Regions from separate parts of the Mus musculus genome. Here region 2 is linked to region 1. A link is a contact called in public HiCAR-type data. All regions are on one chromosome and are shown on one strand. The core of a region is the stretch at or near the end of the contact, and the rest is flanking DNA. Distances in the headings are between cores, read along the strand shown.

The links. HiCAR-type assays count read pairs that join an accessible place to other places.
Region 2: a contact with region 1 is called in a HiCAR-type map of astrocytes, with 4 times the contacts expected there. The contact joins the promoter of Zbtb41 here to the enhancer-like site in region 1. A contact is called at or near these places in 1 of 15 datasets of contacts at CTCF or cohesin (pro-B cells), 3 of 484 Hi-C or Micro-C datasets (the N1E-115 cell line, neural progenitor cells and stem cell-derived neural progenitor cells), 5 of 115 datasets of contacts at active chromatin or transcription factors (astrocytes, large pre-B cells, neural progenitor cells and 1 more) and 2 of 9 other capture datasets (adipose tissue and pancreatic islet).

Annotation. Positions count from the first base shown.
Region 1 is chr1:139,343,403-139,348,524 of GRCm38.p6, forward strand. The region is part of intron 1 of Crb1 (crumbs family member 1, photoreceptor morphogenesis associated); the gene reads right to left. Among named protein-coding and RNA genes, the nearest start is that of Crb1, 31 kb to the right of the region's middle. Within about 2 kb of position 3,534, at least 66 of the 459 cell types and tissues checked have an H3K27ac peak or open chromatin away from gene starts, as enhancers often do. A contact at or near this core is called in astrocytes, neural progenitor cells and stem cell-derived neural progenitor cells, where this site is marked.
Region 2 is chr1:139,420,877-139,425,962 of GRCm38.p6, forward strand. It overlaps Zbtb41 (zinc finger and BTB domain containing 41), which reads left to right and starts at 1,507. Exons shown (of 11, transcript NM_172643.5): 1 at 1,507-1,547; 2 at 2,158-3,391. The coding sequence starts at 2,275.

The DNA of each region.
Region 1 (5,122 bases), core at 2,284-4,783:
CAGCTGGGGAGACTGTGGCCAGAATTCACTGGTGGTATCTGCACCTCAGAGTCCTATTCTATTATCACTTCTTTAGAGGGCCCATAGGAAAGTTTAAAAAACCTTCCTATAAATATATTTTAAATATAGATTTGAATGCTTTTCATACAATAAGCATTTTGCTAGTTTTTTTATATGTACTTTCTGATTATTAACACCACCATAGATGAAGTCAAGTCCCTTTCAATCCAAAGATATCAAGATTCCATGGACAATAAAAGCATCTAAGATCCCCACTATGTAGCGTGGACACCTAAGAATAGGGTTGGACTGGGTCTTGGTCACTATGCATCACATGGTTCTTGTCTTGGGCATCCATCATGCCCACCTCACCTGAGGTGCCTTCCTACTTCTATTAACTTCAGAAAATGACTAAGTAATGCAAAGTGTGAACATCATTTTTTACTAAATGTCAGTCAATGAACATTTTATTTTTTTTTAAAGATTTATTTATTTATTATATGTAAGTAACACTGTAGCTGTCTTCAAACACTCCAGAAGAGGGTGTCAGATCTTGTTACAGATGATTGTGAGCCACTATGTGGTTGCTGGGATTTGAACTCCGGACCTTCGGAAGAGCAGTCGGGTGCTCTTACCCACTGAGCCATCTCACCAGCCCAATGAACACTTTAATAAGGTTCAATCATGTTTCTTTGCCATCAGGCCTGGGCTCTGATCTTATTATAACCAGTGTATACTTTAATAATAGTTTTACTAACAGAATAGACTTGAACTTTATTATCACTATTACTTCTAGTAAACCAAAATGTGGATTGTCACTGTATCCAACAAAACATCGACAATAGTATTTGTTGGACTGGGCAGGACGACTGCACCCATGAACACAGAGCAGCTGTGACTGAAAAAGGTAAACCAGCACAGGATCAAACTGGCCAAAACCAGAGCATGGATGGGAGAAGGGCCCATGAGCTTTACCCCCAGCTGAAAAGTTATTGGTAGTTGATGGCTGTTAGGGATAGAATAGTAAATTTTATTTTGGAACATGGCCCTAGGAAGGCTACCTATGCTCCAATAGCTGGTTCTACACCCATACACCCACATATATAAGGCAGAACTATGTGAATGAAGTGATTTTTTTTTAGGAGAGAGTACAAGATGCTACGAGAGAAAAGAGGTCGTCAGGATAAGAATTAGAGAGGAGGAAATAAAAAGACACCATATATATATGTCAAACTTAAATGTTATTATTAACATAAAATGTCTCTAATTTTCTGGTTCCTTAGGATCAAAGAATAAACCTACCACTTCATTTACTTTCTATGGAAAGATTATGGGATATGGAACCGTTACATTCATCTTATAAATGGGGAATTTTCTGGAATGTCAAAGTACTTCACTGGTTTTGTGCATCTAATATGTAGTAGGACCGAATGCCAAGAGACTTCAAGACATTTATCTGAAAAAAAAAAAAAAAAACCTCAGAGAGGAAGAAGAATCATGAAAAGAAACACTGAAAAGGTTATTCCCACCCGTTCTTCCAAACGTCCGTGGTCCTCTGAAGCACAGAAAGTGTTGGTAAAGCCGGAGCTTTAGCACGGTTGGGCCGAAAAACATCCAGCTGCTGCTGTTGGTGGAGAGTACACTGCAGCAGCACACGCTTGTTCTACCTCCGTCTATCACATGTCAGCCACGTATGCAGTGAGCATTCTACCCACTACATTAAAAGCAAACCACAGGGCTGTGGGAATGCTTCAGCAGACGAGGAAGGCACCTGCTAAGCTAAGGAGGTCTTTCTCTGACACATACATGGTGCGATGAGAGAACCAACTCCCAAAAAACTATTTTTGCAAGCCTTGGCACGTACACACACACACACACACACACACACACACACACACACACACCACACACCACACACACCACACACACACAAACACACACACACACCACACACACCACACACACCACACACACCACACACACCACACACACCACACACACACACACACACCACACACCACACACACACACATACACACACACACACACACACACACCACACACAGACATACACACAGACACACACCACACACACACACACACACACACACACCACACACACACACACACACACACACACACCACACACACACACACACCACACACACACACACACCACACACACACACACACACCACACACACACACACCACACACACATACACACAGACACACCACACACACACACACTACACACACACACACCACACACACACACACACACACACACACACCACATACACACACACACACACACACATGCTGCACGCGCGCACACACACACACAAGGTAAATAAATGAGTAATGTAAAACACCAATTGTCAAAATTAATTTTAATATATTTAGTGTAGCCAAGTATCCCTAAAATATTTTCATTTCAATATATAATTACTACAAAATTACTTAGATCAAACGGTACCATTTGTATTTTCTTTGCAAGTGTGCTTTATACTTTCAGCACACTCCAGCTATCAAAGCCACATGTGACTAATGGCTGATGCTGCAGACAGGGCAGCTCTTGATGTTTTCATGTGTTTGGAGAAGCAACTAAGCCCTAGAAGAGTCATGCACTGTAGTGACTGTGCATAAGATGTTTTTCTCTGTAATTGAAATGTGCTACTTCATTATTGTTGTAACTACAATTAAGGCATCTCAGTGTGCCCCATGAGAGACATTTGTAAGGTATCTTCAAATAGTGTACATCCTCAGAAGCCCTGGGCAAGGCACGCTTTGGTCACATCTCCCATATTGCTGCAGTCTTGTGAATCTCCAGCCAGAGCAGTCCCAGGACTTACTGTTGCTAAGATACGTTGTAACAGTCATCTACTAAAATATTAGCTCTATAAGGTCAAGTATTAGGATTTTTCAGTGTGTCTGTATATATGACCTATGTGTTCAGTTAGGATTGAGCACTTTATTTTATTGTCGTGTGTGTGTTACATGAGTGTGTACATGCATTGATCACATGTATGTGAGCACAGATGTGTAATGGTGTGTGCATACATGAATGCATGTGTTTACAGAGGCCTAAATGTACCCACCAGATTTCCACTAGGTTTCTGGGGATCTGAACTGCCGTCCTCACGTTAACTGTTTGGGTCACGAGTGCTTTGACCACTGTGTTGTTTCCCCAGTCCCCGATTATGCATTTTGCACGCTCCCATGTGTCTTGAATAGTTTGGAGAATACATACTGATTGTTTTGCTCTTCTGGCTAATTGGTTTCCCTGGGGAAATTGGTTTTGCTCACTCTATGGCTCACTACACTTGAACAGAGAGAGGCTGATTTGCTTCACTCAGATCTCTCGAAGTTGTGGTTGGCATCTGGGGGAAAACCCAGGTTACTGTGGCTACCAGCTAACTTGGAAGCCACCCTGAATAGATTTCTTTTTCTTTATTCAGCTAAGAGCTCCCTGGCACTGAGCACAACAGCTGCGAAGCCGCAGTGCCTCTGGTCTGGATACAATTTGGAGGTGTTTGAGGGGCTCCCTGCCTGGCGTGCTCTGGCACATCCGCTTCTAAGCAGGGCCTTGGTGCACATAGACATGCCTTGGCTCTTCTGCACAACGTCACAGGATACATGCAAAACAGGGCTTGAGCTCGCAGGGACCTGTTTGGCAGACTCTACCCAGAAGGGGAAGGCAAGTGCATAAGTAATGAATTCTGAGGCTGTGTTGCTTAGCATGAAACACCAGGGAAAAGAAAATGCTGATGTTTGAAAACTCCCAGGGAAATGTAGGGGTACTGGCATCCTTCTGAGAGCTGCAAGAGACTGTCTCATACATGGGATTGGCAGCTTAACTGAATAGAAAGCATAAAGGCTCCATTTGGGGGTGTGCATAAGGAGTTACATACCACAAAAGCGCCTGATCTTAAACACCAACACCGTGGCCGTGACCACCTCTGTTTCGAGGGCATGCCTTTGTATTTAATATGTTTTTTGAGTTGATGGGAAAAGAAGGATAAAGTCCAGCAAATTCCATATCTGTAAATTGAATATATTTATGGAAGTTTTGTCTAATGCTAGTATTTAAAGTGATGTTTTGAAAATGAAGCCCGCACATTACTCGTCACTGTGTATACCTCCTAACTGACCCATGGAACTGAAAGAAGCAAGCCTAATTCTCATCTTCTTTAACTGATAGAATGATTACATTTAAGCCTTATGTCATTATTTCTCTTAAAAATTGTATCCAACCCACCACGAAGCAGCAGTCCTGTGCCTTGGACCAGTTATCTATCTTTTGAACACTCACTTAGAAGCTCTGGAATGGTGCTTATTTATGAGTGAGACAGTTCCTTTGTTCTGTTCTGTCTTATTTTCCCACACTAAGATAGCTTTGGGCAAGGTACTAAGCTTCCTTTTATAACATTTTCCTGAGTTATTAGTCAAAGAGAGATGGATCATCCATGACTTAGAGCATTTTGGATGGTATAACAAAATTTGCACAGTTAATCTGCAGAGAGCAGAAGTCTCTCCACCTATGGCAGAGTACACTAGCACAGCCATTGGTCTGTTTTTCCACCATATCAACCACCTTTGGACAATCTATGTGAAAGTTAGAAGGTTTTTCTATAAAGGCTATTAGAAGTTCTCCCTGTGTTAGTGAATACTATAAAATGGGTCTAATGGGATGGCTCAGTGGGTAAGGTGCTAGCATCTCAGCCTAACCACCTTAGGTCAATCTGGAATACTCACACAATGGACAGACAAAACTGTCACAAACTGACTTCTGATCTCCAGAGGCATGCCACACTCACATAAATCACAAATAAGTAAATGAATATGTAGTGAAAATTTGTATCTTTCACAAATATTCTGTATGTTTTAAAGATATTTTCTACGTTTTATCTCAGTTTTATTTGTAGAAATACAGATGTGCCGGGCGGTGGTGGCGCACGCCTTTAATCCCAGCACTTGGGAGGCAGAGGCAGGCTGATTTCGGAGTCCGAGGCCAGCCTGGTCTACAGACTGAGTTCCAGGACAGCCAGGGCTATATAGAGAGAAACCCTGTCTTGAAAAAAACAAAACAACAACAACAACAACAACAAGAATACAGATG
Region 2 (5,086 bases), core at 257-2,756, 75 kb after region 1:
CTTTTTTTTTTTTTTTTCCTGAAGGAGCTTTCCATCCTTTGCCCGACTTTGGTCACAAGACTGCCCTGGCAGACCTGGAATGTCTTACATTATTGAGTACTACAAACAGTACACAGTGAAGGCTAAAGTTGCAGTGGTGTGGTGTTCTCCTTCATGAAACATCTAGCTTAGACCACAGGCCTTTGTATGAGGGGCTTGCTTTATCCCCCTCCCCAAACAGCATTTGAACAGCTGTCCGAGGTTCAGCTCATTGAGGCCGTTCCTCTTTGCTGCCTGCAATGCCATATTTCGCCCGGAAGTGACCCCATTTCTTTGATTGTCCCATGTAACTTAGAACACTGACACATGACAACAGCTGGAAAGACTTGGTGGTAGGAGCCAGACGATGGATGATAACACTGCACCCCCCCCCACACACACACAAAATTAATATCTATGGGCTTGTCTTTTCAAACATTTTCTACTTTATAATCTATAGCTCTGAGTATTTTATCATTTTCATTAGCTTTCCTTATACTATTCTGGGTGTACATTCTTCTTCTTTTTTAATTAGGTATTTATTTCATTTACATTTCCAATGCCATCCCAAAAGTCCCCCACACGCTCCCTCAACTTCTCCTCCTCCTGGGTATGCACTTGCTCGTATTTGCTAATGAGAGGGTAACCTTTTCAGATTCAGAGTTATGAAGAGAGTGGAGTTACAGGTAAAAGGGAAGGTGTGTGTATTGATTTCTTTTTGGTCACGGCCTTTGTATCAGTTTTTTTCCTTAGGTTTGTACAAACAAACTCTAGAACCTTCATCGCCAGACGGGCAATATCGGGCCACTGGGCATTCTGTCGGAGATGCAACACGTTAGGCAGGGGCTCTGAGGCTCTAAGTCCCGTAGAGGTTTGGTTGTCCTTTTCTCAGCTTCACATCTTACATGCACATCTTCTGTTCATAGCAAGGTAATAAAAACAAACCCCACAATTTTAGGTGTGCTTACATTTTACGCACATGTAAGTCGGAAAGCCATACAACTACTTCCAGCCAGCACTTTGGGTGTTTGCCACTGTGGACTGGAAACTGGCAGGTTTCCGGAGGAGGTCGCTGTTTGGTGACACACTGGAAACACACCAGTTGTCGTGGCGCCAATTCCCCCTAACCCCTCATCACAGCTATCTTCCCCTCCCGCAGCCAAGTTTTTCTGGTTCAGTTAACGAGGGCCCTTAAGTGGCCACGAAAAGCGGGTATAACGGACCTGGGACCTCGGTAGGGCACCCAGGGCAGGAAAGAAAGCTCACGGAGCATGCGCAGGGCTGGAGGCGCGCGCATGCGCTCGGGCGGATGCCGGGGCTCCCCGGCTTCTCGCGGCGGCTGGGCGGCTGCGCGGGCCTGACGTGCCTGCCTGGCGAGCGGCGGCGGCGGCGGGACTCCGCGAGGGGAAGGAGCGCCGCCGAGGTGGCTGAGGTGGGGGGCCGGACCCGGAAGTGGGTGGGCGCGGGCGCGAGCGCGCGGGGATCGGAGCTGGGCGGCCCCGAGCCGGCGCGGGAGCCCGGGCTTCCCGGTAATGGGCCTGTGGGACGCTTGCCCCGGGCAGCCTGGGAGGGAAGGGTCACGGGCGAGCGCGGGTCCCCGCCAACCCCGGCCTGGGAAGACTCGGCTTCCTGCAGTCGTCGCCCGTGCTGACCCCACTCTGCTCCCCTCCTGGGGCCGCCGTGCCTAGTGGATTTCGGAAGGTCTGTCGCTCAGGAGCCATGCCGCGCTCGCCCGGGGAAAGCATGCTAATGGAGACTTGCGTTTCGTGGCCGCGCTGGCCTTATTGTCAAGGTCCCAGCACCCAAATCGGGACTGCGGTCCCGGCCGGCCAGTCTGCCTTGTTTGCGGTCTCGGCGGGATGGTGCTCTCTGGGTTGTGTTCTCTCCACCTTATTCGTGAATCAGGCCTGGAAGGTGTGCTGTGCCTTCACTTCACACTATTCTTTTGTTGGATTGTCTTTCCCAGCCCAGCTCTCCTGGTTCCCTGCCCTAAAAAAAAAGAAAATCTTAGCTGGGAGTGAATGCACTGTCGACTTTGTAATCTAGTTACAATGTAGGAAAGACTAGTTGACAACACCTTTGGGTTATTTAAGATGGCTATGCGGTGGAGCTCTTACCTGATTCTCACTCTTTTTGCAGACCATGAAACGGTGGGGCACGCCCCTTCAGAAGCTGTTGTTCAAGACAATCTAGTTTTGTTTCATCAATCGCCTAAGTCACGTATGAAGTTTCTTGTTCAAAAATTGCCGCATTGCAATGAAGAAAAGGAGAAAGGTTACTTCAAATCTTGACGAGAAGATCCATCTAGGCTATCATAAAGACTCTTCGGAAGAAAATGCTGCTGTGGAGTGTGGCCAAGTGACCTATACTCAGGCTCCAGAAAGACCAACCCCCGAAGCTGCCCAGCGTTGCCAAGAACTGCCTCCCTCTCCAGATCAGAGAAAGCTTTTGAGTTCTTTGCAGTATAATAAGAATTTGCTGAAGTATTTGAACGATGATAGGCAGAAGCAACCGTCTTTCTGCGATTTACTTATCATAGTGGAAGGGAAAGAGTTTAGTGCGCATAAAGTGGTCGTTGCTGTCGGCAGTAGTTATTTTCATGCGTGTCTGAGCAAAAATCCAAGCACTGATGTTGTCACCCTGGATCACGTAACGCATTCGGTTTTTCAGCATTTGCTTGAGTTCCTCTACACATCGGAGTTTTTTGTGTACAAATACGAAATACCTCTTGTGTTAGAGGCTGCAAAATTTTTGGACATCATCGATGCGGTAAAGCTGCTGAATAATGAGAATGTTGCTGCCTTTCAGGCCGAACTGACTGAAAAGTCGTCACCAGAAGAAACACTAAATGAGCTAACTGGAAGACTGTCGAGTAGTCATCAGTGCAAATTTTGTAGTAGGCATTTCTGCTATAAAAAGTCCTTAGAGAATCATTTAGCCAAAACTCACAGGTCTCTGCTCCTTGGGAAAAAACATGGGTTAAAAATGCTGGAGAGAAGTTTTTCTACCCGGAGGTCAAAGAGGAATCGGAAGTGCCCTGTCAAGTTTGAGGATACCAGCGACGATGAACAGGAGAGTGGGGATGGGTCAGACAATTTGCATCAAGAAAGTTCTGAGAAGGAGAGGTCAGATAGAAATGATTCTGAGGACCCTGGCAGTGAATATAATGCCGAAGACGAAGAGCTGGAGGAGGAAGTGTCCGATGAAGACTCTGACACGGAGCAGAGTGACAAAGATAATGATGCAGAAGAGGAACCTGAGGCTGGCGACTCTGCCGGGAGCATCCATGAAGGGTTAGCTCCCGTCATCATTCAGAACAGCAATAAGAAAATCCTGCAGTGTCCCAAATGTGATAAGACATTTGACCGGATAGGTAAGGCTAACCCCTTTCCTAGCCCTAGTCACTTACCCCTTGTGCCTCTCCTACAACAGTGGTAATCACTACAAACTAAACTTTGGAAGGAATGTTTAAGAAGAGTTCTGAAGGGAACATGCTCTGATTTTCGGCACATAGTTTACCTTGTTATTTTAAATTTGTTGTGAATCAGAAATAATTTGGTATTTACCCTTTTGTGTTTTCTTCATTTTCTCTTAACAGGGTACAGGTTCTGTGTTTGGGAGAAAGACTCCAGACTGTCAGCAGTTATTCTATATAGCTTTGACTTAATATACCTGTTTAATCTTAGCAGTGCTAGTAGTTTTGAGTTACATGTACATTGATTATGATACTGCTAAGTACATTCTGCACATAAAATGATTAAAACAACTTTACATAATCTGACTTTGTAAAAGAAATCATGCAGTTTGATATATGACTATCTTGTGCTGGGTTATGTATGCTATTTGCATAGGTTAAATTTTGTTTTATAAGATTTGTAATCATTTCCTATCAAAGTAGGTATAGACTGGCTGTACAGTGAACATTTTTTTTTGCTTTTATGATACCTTTTGGATGTATTTCTAAGGATACTTTTCAGAATCCAATTTAATGGTTATTAATAATTTTACTCTTTCATACACAGAGAAATGAAACAACTTTTGAATAACTTAGTCAATGGGAAGACTATATGTGCACAAGAAACTTGTCAGTCCTGGTAGTAAATGGTCACTAGCGCTCTCAGTATGAGGATATACACAGAGAGCAGCTTTTGGGGGCTGAGGTACCTGGGAACATTTAATCTTTCCTATACATGTAAGACTTTGTACTCCCTGCTTATGGTATATACAAACTTTAATTAGCCTGATTTGACTTGGAAATCAATGAGCAAGGGTCAGTTCACTACGGGCATACAGCCAGCTTGGGAATGGCTTGGATGCTATCCAGAGGGGCTTACTTTTATCTAATGAAACTGCTGGGGATGGGGAGCTTAAAAAAAAGAGAATGACAGAGTTACAGCCAGATCATCTTGGCTTCAGTGTGAAGACGAAGTTAGGTAAGGAAATGAGAAAGCCAAGGAGGCAAGAAGGAAGCAGAGGGGCAAAAGCCATGCTGCTTGGATTTGGAAGATGAATGGCGTTGGTAATGAAAAGTGGGTGAGGGTAGCGCAGCGTTTGTGGTGAACGTCGACAGCTAGAATGGAAAGAGTACATAGAAGATAAACTTGGAATGTCTTGTGTGCCTAATCTCAAAACCACTTAATAGCTGTTCTTATACCATGCTCATTCCTTTTTCAGGATTTTACAGTTGTCCATCTTAGGTTTTTGATTATCATTTTGCTAGTCTAACTAAATTGAGGCTGGCTCAGTTAGTATGATCTGCATATTTTAGGTCATTAACAGTTAGTTCTTAACTGACTTGAACTAAGTTTAAAGGATGCTACCTGGGTTTACATTGGCTTGTATGGACCCATTGGTTTCTTTATCACCTCCTAACTTGGCTGCCATAAAGTATGTTTATGAGAGCAGGGGATAAGCACTGAGATTCTGCTGGGACTATTATGCACAATACATAACCCAGAGGTTTGATTCCATTACTTGGATCTTTTATTCTTTCTGGTGCTGCAAGTAGCACTCCTGATCTAGTTACGTCTCTCCATAGGCTCCCAGCTGTCCATTCCTCATCCAATTC